Regions from separate parts of the Ovis aries genome. Here region 2 is linked to region 1. Evidence: chromatin contacts called from public Hi-C data. All regions are on one chromosome and are shown on one strand. The core of a region is the stretch at or near the end of the contact, and the rest is flanking DNA. Distances in the headings are between cores, read along the strand shown.

Region 1 (5,486 bases), core at 1,087-3,586:
ATCTTTGCCATGCATACATAGAACTATGTATGTATGAATCTCTACATGTTTGCTTTCAACATCTGGTGCATTCCAGTTGGGAAGAAAATGAATACTTGAGGCATAAAAAGTAAAGTTCTTAAGTAGACCAGCTTAAGAGATCTTAAGAGAGGTTTTTGGAGCCCTTTTGTTGATAGTGTGGTAAAAATTCTGAATGTAGGACATGATCTCTGAAGAATGGCTTTTTGTACAAATATGTTTGCCAAGATTACTTTATGCTGTGGAATTTATTCCCTCCCAGAGTTCCAACTGCAAAAAGAGAGGAGCTAGGGTAACACTACCGGTTACTTCTTTTCCATGCAAAGCCCCTATAGATAGGATGTATGTAGAAGTGGCTGAGGCTCCTGTTGTTACTTTCCTCATTTCCAAGCTGGTGGGAAATGCGGTTTTGTGGTGTGGTCATCTTAAAAGGATTTGGGAAGGAATCACTTCCTCCAACCAGTTCATTGTGAAAAATAAACCGAGGTCCAGAGAGGTTAAGTAATTTGCCCGAGTTCACGGCAAGTAAATAAAGTGTCTCTCTCTAAGTACATCCGGAATAACAAGTATTCTAGGACCCTTGTTAGCCCCATTGTCCTATTCTTAGGCTAACGTTTGCAAACAGCACAGAAAACAATTGCAGATTGAGGACTGAGGGGGAAGGGTAGGAAGTGGTTATTAGCAAATCCCTGGGCCTGGGGATCACCTGCTCTTTCGGATCAACCGTGAAACAAGCTATTCATGAGGACATCGAGGACGACTGAGCCATTGTTTTCAGAACCAGCATTGGGGAATCAGCTCCACAGTGGCTTGGGGGTTGCACCAAAGGGCGGGAGCAGCAGTGGTGTAAGAGGAGTGAGCCAGGAAGAAGGGCTGCAGGGACCCCGCCGCGCCACCTTTCGGCAAACCAGGAAGTGTTTTTGCAGTAAGCACGACGGACCGACCCACGTTTGGAAACGAAAGTGTAAACGGCAGACAGAAGGCCCCTGATGCCTGCAGTAACTGCAGACCCTCGGGCGGGTTTACGCCTGGGAGGCTGTGGACCGGCAGCTGAATGGTCAGAGCCGGTAGCAGCGAGTTGGCTTCAGAAAGTACACAGAGCAGGGCAGGCTTTCCGGTCTTAGCGAACTGCGGCTCAGCAAAGTCTCCCGTAAACAAGCTTCCTGCAGCTACATCCATATGTGCGCCCGCTGCGCGCCCCTCTCACCAGTGTTTCCCACGCACTCAGCCCTCTGCTCGGCCGCCCCAGTCGCCCTCTCTCCCCTGCTCCACCTCCCGGGTCTTGCTGCCCGGGTTCCCACTCCCACAGCCGGCGCACCACACTCACCATCTCTTGCCTGAGGAGGTGAAGCTTGGTTTCCAGCCTCTCCAGGGTGCTACTGGAGTGGCTGGGTCGTGGGGAGCCAGAGGTTGGGGAGGATGAAGAGGAGGACGACAAGGAGAGAGGGAAACTGCAGCAGCTGCTGCTGCTGCTGCAACCGCTGCCGCCGCCCCCGCTCCCCCCTCTGGGGTCTCTGTCCCTCTCCGGGGGAACCGGCTCCTCCCCACGGAGCGAGCGCACTAGGCTCTCGGGCACTTTGCGTCCCAGCTTCAGCTCGATGTCTCTGAGGTCGGGCAGCGGGCCGTCTTCCATGACTTTTCAAGAACGATAAAAATGGTAATAAAATACCACCGATGAGAGTCAGCAGCGGCCTCCAAGGCTGCCTGGAGATCGGCACACCCCTTCCGAGCCCGGGTGTCTATCCTCCGTGGTTCAAATGCACTGTCCACTCCATAGCCGCCTGCGCGCGGTTTAAGTCCTGAAATCCGCACAGGACGCGGCGGGTCGCAGCCGCAGTTCCCGGGGCGCTGTGACTCGCCCAGCACTTACGAGATTATAAAGCCCTCTTCATCCTCTTCCTTTTTGGCCACCCCACTGCAAAGTTGAGTTAATTGATATTGCAGAGAGGGGGAAATTCCGAGTGCTAGAGACCAAAAGACAAGAGAGGGAAATGTCTGTTTCAGCTCTATTGGGGGAAAAATTCACGTTATAAAACTGTCCATTCACATCCCAGCGCCATTCACCGACTGCCCATCTGGTACCCTGCGACACAAAATAATGATGTGGCCACACTCCAGGGTTGTTTCATTTCCCAGCCATATGTCTTCAAGCTTTGGTATATTCTGGATTATCAGAAATAATTTCTGGTCCATGAGAGAAGAGGTCTGTCGTGTGCCCAGACACATTAAAAAAAAAAAAAAGTTTGCTTAACAGTTTAACGGCTTCCTCAATGCTGCAGAAATTCCCATCTCCCCATTTACGCTGTTAGATCCAAGTCATTGTGTTCCTCCAAGCCTCGGAAACTTTAAACTCTGCTGGCAGGTGGACCAAACCAGGGCCAACCCTTGTACCGTAAAGCATAGGCAAGAAGAGCAACAGAAAATTTCCCACCCCTGCTGCTCCCTGTAGTTTCAAAGTCCTGTCTTAGTTGAAAGCACCTACACTTTGATTAGACTTAAAGGTTCAGTTTTTCAAAATTGCCGGGTAACTACAACGTCTAGAACTGGTAACAAATATTGGGGGCAGAAAAATGTCTTTAACTATAGTATCATTCCCCATCCCTCATCTTCCTATATGGCAAAAATTTTGCTTCAGAGAAGCCTTTCCTAATAATTTTGTACTAATGTAAGGTGTAATAATTCCACCAAAAGTTCATTGAGAGTGTACAACCAAAGTTAATCGTCTTATCAAACGTTACACTATGGCAGCACAAGCAAATGTGAAAAATTAAATAGCCAGAATAATCTATATGATTACTGAGTGGTAGATTTTAAAAGGGGAAAGTTGCTGGTATACTTTTACCTTAATTATGGAGGAAGAATATTGAATCTAACTGGTAAAAAGTTGTCTTTGGTAATTTATCTTTTTTTTTTTTTTCCAGCTATTTAAAAGAAACCCAAAGCATGCCGTCTATGGATCTGAGATACTTCTACCAAATAAGTTATTATGAACTCTGTGGATTATGGTTTTGATTTAACATTGAATTTGTGTTAAGAATCTTCAAGCAGAGGGTACTGTTTTTCAGTCTACTAAACTACTATTTGGGATTACATTAGGATTTTTCAAAATAGGGATCCCTCTCTTTCTGGGACAAATAAGTACTTGTGTTCTTGGTCTTTCCCAGAAATATCACTCAGGTTTTACACTTATGAGAGCATGGGCAGCTACATCTCAGAGTATGTTTTTAGCAGAGCCATATCCAAGAAGCCTAAGGATAGAAAATAGGCCTTCTCAGTAAAATATTTCATATCGAGGAGAAAGTTGCTAAAGTTCTCTTGTCAGCATGTCAGAAATTATAGGTTATTTCTTCTCTTAGAAAGAGATGAAATAAAAAGCTGTAAATTAAGTGACTCAATCAAAGGGGGAAAAAACTAAATCTCACCTCACTGATAAAACTTCATGCTTTGTCCTATATTTGGAAAACCACAAGATCATTGGGTAGCAATTATAACAAAGAGGTTTTTTTTTCTTTTTTAATATTTTTTGTCATAAAGCCCTTACGAAGTTCAGCATAGGACTGGTTGAGAAAAGTAGCATACAAACACAGTATCTAACTTGAACTTGGTCCATAAAAATAGTTTATCTTTAAATTATTATCGATGTAATTGTACAAAAGAGGAACACCTCTTTGCTGTGAGTCAAAGACAATAAAACGTGTGTTTGATACTAAAGGTAATTAAAAAATAGAAAATGGTTTTCTTCTGTTTTAGATTTCTGCAGAGAAAGCATCTCCAGAAGTAAAAATATGATCTATATGTAATTTAATACTTTGTGCCAGTGCAATATAAAACAAACATAAACTTTTTAGGAAAAGTTTAATTATGTTATACCTTTAAAATTTCTCATTAATGCTTTATGACATTTTAGTTTAAAATAGAGATGTTTTGAATGACAAAATGATCATTTTCAAAACGTGTTAGAATCACAGTAGTCTTAGTAGGCTACTAATAGATTGTATGAACGCTGTCACTACTGCTTTATTTGGTTTGATCTGAGGACATTCCTTATCTAAAATGTTCAAAAATAAGGGTCTTTTTTACTTTGGGGTCTTGAGAATATTTTGTTTTCAAGATTTTTCTATGATGAAAAAAAATGTGTTAGAGCTTTAACTAATTGCTGTTAGCCCTATATCACACATTGATTTGGGGGATTAGTTGACAAGAACTGCAGTACTGGGTCTAGGATGCAGGCTGAGGAGGAAGTAAGGTCATCAACAAGAAGAGGGCACATGGGGAGTAAAGAGAAAAAAAATAGGAGCGAAAAACTCTTCAGAGCAATTTTTTTTTTCCTGTATTTCGCTAAGCCCTCAGTCTTAGCAGTGCTGACTTCCTACCCCTGCTTTTCTCATCCGTCTCCAACCTCCTCTTATTTCCATAATTGATTGTATCTTCCAGCAACAACCTAAATTCAGGATGTGTCCCCAAGCCTAACATATTAAAAAGTAAAATCCTAAAAGTTAGGATTACTGTATTATTTGTATTTGTAATATAATTTTCTAGACCCAGACTACTTGATTATATGCATCCTTTATCTGACTGCATTATATATGAGCTGTATTTGCCCTTTGTCTGTTTAAATGCCTAAGGAATCTAGGACTTCCCTGGTGGTTCAGATGGTAAAGAATCCACCTGCAATTCAGGAGACCTGAGTTTGATCCCTGGGTAGGGAAGATCCCCTGGAGAAGGGAATGGCGAAACACTAGGTATTCTGGCCTGAAGAATTTCATGGACAGAGGAGTCTGGTAGGCTACCATCCATGAAGTTGCAAAGAGTCAGACACTACTGAGCAACTAGCTAGGAGTCTAAGAATGGTCATTAAACTATGGGGAACTTTAAGAGACTGGGTTTCTTCCCTAGTTGGATTATGTTCACAGAGAAAGAAAGAGAGCCTTTTATTTATTATCATTAAAAAAAATCCAGTAGCTAATGAAGTGGGAACATTGTTGAACTCAGAAGACAAGTTTTAAAAGAATGCCTTAGTCACAAAAACAGAGTGATGTGATGTAAGCTTCACACATTCCACCCTTAGAACACTTCCTGGTATGAGACAGTGTTTAGGGCAAAAGTACACTCTCTAAGACTGTGTATGTTGTGAGTAATGTCACTCTTTAATCTGCTGCTGGCCTTGTGGTGAAAGGGGAAAAATAAAAAAGGCCTTCTACCTTCTCTCTGTCACTGATTGGAAGTTTTCAGCTTTCCCAGCTCTGCCAGCACAGAGTTCAAGGATTAGGACAAAGTCTCTAACCTGAGATTCTACTCCCCACAGTTCAGAGGAATATCAAGCAGTTAACAGCCTCAGGTTACCTTTAATAATTTTAGGAAGTATCTTTTATACTTAATGGGTGTGGGGTTCTTTAAATCTTTGTTGTAAATGTGTAGAGGTGTTGTTCCTCTTTTTGTTGTTGTTGTTCAGCTGATTATGTGTTTAA
Region 2 (5,486 bases), core at 2,048-4,547, 71 kb before region 1:
GGCATCACTGACTCGATGGACATGAGTTTGCGTGAACTCCGGGAGTTGGTGATGGACAGGGAGGCCTGGAATGCTGTGATTTATGGGGTTGCAAACAGTCAGACACAACTGAGCGACTGAACTGAAGAATATTAGACTGATTAGAAATACTAGCCATCTAATAACTCAATCAGCTGGTTGAGGAAGTACTCTAGAATAAGATGTGATAATTGTCTATTAAACAATTAAATATCCTTTACTTTGGTAACATCTCCAGACCATAATTTTTGCAAGAGATTGGTACACACACACAAGCATACAAGATGTACATAAAGAGGACAAATGCTTGAAAATTAATATTAAGGTGGAGTCTTTCCTCGTCCATTTTACCACCTGATTACATCTTCCCCAAATCCATTTGCCAGTTGGTGTACGTGTGTGCTCAATCGTGTTGTCAGACTTTTTGTGACCCCCTGGACTGTAGCCTGCCAGGCTCCTCTGTCCACAGAATTTTCTAGACAAGAATCCTGAAGTGGATTGCCATTTCCTATTTCAGAGATCTTCCCTACCCAAAGACTGAGCCTGCATCTCTCAGGTCTTCTGCATTTACATCATCATATATTTGCCGCTCTTCTCAGGCTGACTGTGACGGTACATGGTACATCTTTTTTACGTCCCTCAGTGATAGGAACCAGTGGTCAGAAACATGGGAAAATACAAGATGATAAACGGAACTGGCTGTTCTCCAAGCTTAAACAATTGCAAGTATCAGGAGTCTGTGCCATTGTGATATTTGTGGAAAGGAGCGATGAGACAATGATTATAAAATAAGGGCCATGTCCTCTGCTAATAAGACAAACTGGTTGAGTTCAGCCGTTCTGCCTTTAAGGGTTCTGTAGGATCCAAACAGGAAAAATCCATTTATCTTACATCTGTGCCTTCCAATTAAAACATGCCTTACTTTCTGTATCAATCTGTAACTCTTTTGGCTGTTATGGCAAAGAGACAATAGTATAGATATATCGACAATGTTTAGCAAGATTAGGTTTGATTCACCTTGTTAAAAACTGAAAATGTGCTTCTTGTATATTTTGACCGTAACAGCATGCATGTGACCTTCTTAAACTCATAAATTAATGTTAAAAACACAGGGTCCCCACTTTTAGATTTAGTCTTCTTAAAAGTAATTCTTACACATGAGACACTCAGTATTAATCTGCAGGTGTCGTCATGTCTCAGGTAAATAGCATGGTTCTTTTTTGTGAAAAATATAGCTTGTTTATTGACAAAGGAGCCTTCTGGAGTTCTTAAAGGTAAAGTGTTCATAAGGCTGCAGACAGGGTTTCTAGGTTGTTGTAAAATCAGGAGCCATTATCTTGACAATAATCTTATCCCAGTAGAAGCTATGAATTTGTTTCATTTTTTCCTCTCTTCTTCTGCAAGAAACACCTAGATTCTTTCTGACTTTTAATAGTTTTCTTCCATAAATTAAAGCTTACCCAAGGACACAAATCAGAGGAATTGCAGGTACAGAAAGTAAGGATATTACATAGATTTAAAGTCACTTGGTGGGTGAAAAACCTGTAAGAGTCATATGTTAACTATGGATTACCTATTTGATTACTCAAGTACTCTCTTTAATGTGTGTCTGTGTGCTCAGCTACTCAGTTGTGTCTGACTCTTTGCGACCCCATGGACCATAGCCCACTAGGCTCCTCTGTCCATGGAGTTCTCCAGGCAAGAATACTGGAGTGGGTTGCCATTTCCTACTCCAGGGGGTCTTCCTAACCCCAGGATTGAACCTGTGTCTCTTGCATCTCCTAGATTGGCAAGCTGATTCTTTACCACTGTGCTACCTGGGAAGACCCACTCTTTTTAATATTGCCCCTAACCTGTTAGCAGTGGTATTTTTGGCTAAAGATTGCATGAATCCTCTGTCTTCATTACATAAGCCAATCTGAAAATTATATGGACAATAATATTCTAAAATTGTTTTACTGTTTTATTATAATTTCTCCATTTCAAATCTTTGGTGCTTATGAACTCTCGCTAAGCTATAGGCTTTTCATAATCTTGTCCCAGTCAAACTCTGTAACCTTATTTTGCATCATTTGTACCTCATTGTGAGACCTAAACATATTGAATGCCTCTCATTTCACTAAAATTAACATTATCCTGCTTAATGTCATTCCTACAAGCCCTATCACCCATTCTTATGCAGACAAGAGTTAATTGCCTTATTCCCCATTCATAATCATGTGACAGTCATTTCAGGGGTAGTTTCCCACCTAGATGGTATCCCTAATATCATTAACTATGTTATCATACAGTTCTTGTGTTTGCTGTTCATATAGCTGTTCATATGGTATTATTGTCACAATATACTTGTCTTCTTTTCTGCTGTTACTCAAATATTATGTTAATTTTAAGAGTGTCTGGCATTTCAGACTAGGTGTTGAAAATTATTAAATAAGTAAGAAAGTAAATAAAGTGAGCAGCCACAATATAATAAAAAGTACATCTCTAACCTCATAATTCGAGGTGAAGCTTTAGACAGTTTGAAAGTAAAGAACCAACACATTTGTTTTCCTGTTTTTAATTAAGTAAATGCTAAAATCCAATAGCTAAATAATATTAATTTGATTTGAGCTATCTATATAGCTTTGCTGTAAACATGGGCTGATTCTTTCAAATCTTAAAATGAAAAGGAATAGTCTTGTTTAGGGAGAGTAAAATGAATCATATGTATAATCTTTGAGAGAAACACTAAATCTACTCCTTCCATTCTGGTGAATCAGATTAAGCATAATGTCTTCAAGGCCAGAAGTCAGCCAATGAGCTTAAATTTTATTACCATTATGTCATACTGTGCATAAAGGAGGTTTTTACGTCTTTTTATGAAGGAACACAGGAGAAGACTGGAGTGCAGAATCCAAATTCTGTGATTATTTCCATACCTACACTTAAAACAGATATGAATACAAACATGATGTTCTGGCATTCATATCATCAAAATACAGAGATGTTGCTGTCTTAGAGGCAATTATACTCCTTTTCTTTGATTTAAACTTCTAGGGAAATTTGTTAATTGAAAATGTTTTGGCAGGGGAATCAAGATGGTGGAGTCAAACGACCCTGATCTCACTACCTCCCATGGGTACACTCAAGGATAGTTATCTATGAGAAAGACCTGAAAACTAACAGGAAATATTTTCTGCAGCTAAAGATATAAAGAAGGAACCACAGGGTGATGGATAGGAAGGATGGAGATGTCATACAGTTAGGATCCACATCTCTCATTTAGTGACTCACACACAGTGAGACTATCACAACCACAGGAATCCTCCCTGAAGAATGAGGGATCTGAAGCCCACAAGGAGCTCTCAAGCATAGGGTTCTGCCCAGGAAGACAAGTCCTCAGAGAGTTTGTCTGTGGAAATCAGAAGAGCTTACATTCAGGAGAGCCAGAGGGATGCCAGAGACTCCATTCTGAAAGGATGCATGAAATCTCATATTCTCTGAGTCCTGCAACTGCAGATGTAGCAGCTGGAAAAATGCCTGAGTCAGAACCACGTGCTGATCTTGGCGAATTCCTCAGAGAGGCAGGAGGCGGCCAGAACTCACCTGGGAAATGCAGTCGCTGGCAGCAGTCATTTCTGAGATCTTGTTCTTTCACCACTGGCACCAGTGCTGGGAAGCACCATTTCAGAATCCTTTGTCTAGCCTGCCGGTTCCAGGGGCTTGCCTCACCCTCCAGCAGGCTTGCAGTAGACATGAAGGGCTGAGCCACACAGCCAGCCACATGGGTAAAATGCTCCATCTACCAACAGGTCTGCAGCTGTCATGAACCACTAGGCTGCAGAGCCAGCCTCTCGGGTAGACTGCCCTGCCCACCACTGAATCTACCCCAGGTGTGCACTGTCTGGAATTAAACCCAGCAATGCCAGGTTTCCTGCTCCACCTACCAGCAAACCCATAACAGCCACACAAGTTAGGTCCTCACAGGCTGCTGAGCCAGGGGCCCGCTCGCCTATAGATACCTAGTTATTGGCTTTGTCACAACAGAAGAGCATATACAGCTCACTCTGGATGTACCCCTGAAACATCTAGCTCTGATGACCAGAGGGGAGCATGCTCATGGATCCTATACCTAGTAGGATATTCCATAAAGCCACTTCTCCAAGATCAAAACACATAGTGGACCTGCTCAGTACATAGAAATAAAACAGGAAAATTGGGCAAATTGAGAATACAGAGAAATATGTTCCAAACAAAGGAATAAGACAAAACACCAGAAAAAGAACTAAGTGAAATGGAGATAAGCAGTCTGCCCTGTAAAGAGTTTGAGGTAAGGATGTTCACTGAACTTAGGAGAAGTTGGATGAACACAGTAAGAGTTTTAACAGAGTTAAAAAATATAATCAATTAGAGCTGAAGGTTACAATGACTATGAATGAAAATACAGAGTAGAATGTATCAACAGAAGATGTTGTAGAAGAATGAAATAGTAATCTGGAAGACAGAGTAGTGGAATCACCCAAGATAACAGAAAAAATAATTTTAAAAACTGAGAGTAGGTTGAGACCTCTGGGACCATGTCAAGTGTACTAACATTGACTTTATAGGGGTCAAGAAAGAGAAAAACAGGCAGAGAACTTTTTTGAAGAAATAATAGTTTAATAATTTCCTAACCTGGGAAGGAAACAGACATCCAGATCTAGGAAGCACAGAGAATCCCAAATAAGCTGAACCCAAAGAAGTCTACATCAAAACATCTACATCTACATTACATTGAGAAAGTTAAAAAAAAATCAATATTAAGAGATAATCTCTTAAACAGCAAGAGAAAAGAAACTAGTTAACATACAGAAGAATTTCCATAAGGCTATCAGCTGATTTTCAGTGGAATTTTTCATACCAGAGAGAGTGGCGCAATATATTCAGAGTGCTAAGAAAACTTGCCTTCCATGAAGCCCCACAATGGAAACTCTGCGATTAGGGTGCTAGATTGCTAAATGTAAAAAGCCAGCTTATACTGTGAAGGCAGGTTAGGCATACAGTAAACCTTCCTTTAAGATACATATTGTTGAGAATTGGTTTCATCTCTAAAGATGGCTAGGTTTAAGAAAGGCTATAACCCCGAATTTCTTATTTGCAAAACAGACAAATTCAGGGATAGTACTTCTGTTTTTCAGAATACTGACATTGCAGAATACACTTCCTCTACATATAGTTACTTAAAAATCCATCTCTTTTTAACATCTGAACTATGAGTCAGTTTTATCTGCCTTGCTGCAGTAACTCACTAATGGGGAAGGTGAATCATATAAAATTCATAATATATGAATAATCTGCAGCTAGTAGAATGGATAATTGAAGAGGATATGCTGCTGCTTTAGATGACAATAATGAACTTGATACGCAGATGCTGGATCTGTGTCAGTGAGGAAGACTTCCAGCTAGCGGTGCAGGCAATGTTAGAATAGTATTATATCTTGGATGACAGC

Evidence for each region. Hi-C and Micro-C count contacts between places; a contact is called where the count stands out from the background.
Region 2: a Hi-C map of skin fibroblasts shows a contact between it and region 1, with 2.3 times the contacts expected there. The contact joins the enhancer-like site here to the promoter of LURAP1L in region 1. A contact is called at or near these places in 2 of 16 Hi-C or Micro-C datasets (mixed tissues and skin fibroblasts).

The regions. Positions count from the first base shown.
Region 1 is chr2:81,264,025-81,269,510 of ARS-UI_Ramb_v3.0, reverse strand. LURAP1L (leucine rich adaptor protein 1 like) reads right to left here and starts at 2,336. Exons shown (of 2, transcript XM_027964558.3): 1 at 1,346-2,336. The coding sequence starts at 1,651.
Region 2 is chr2:81,336,047-81,341,532 of ARS-UI_Ramb_v3.0, reverse strand. No RefSeq gene overlaps it. Among named protein-coding and RNA genes, the nearest start is that of LURAP1L, 72 kb to the right of the region's middle. Within about 2 kb of position 3,297, at least 4 of the 54 cell types and tissues checked have an H3K27ac peak or open chromatin away from gene starts, as enhancers often do.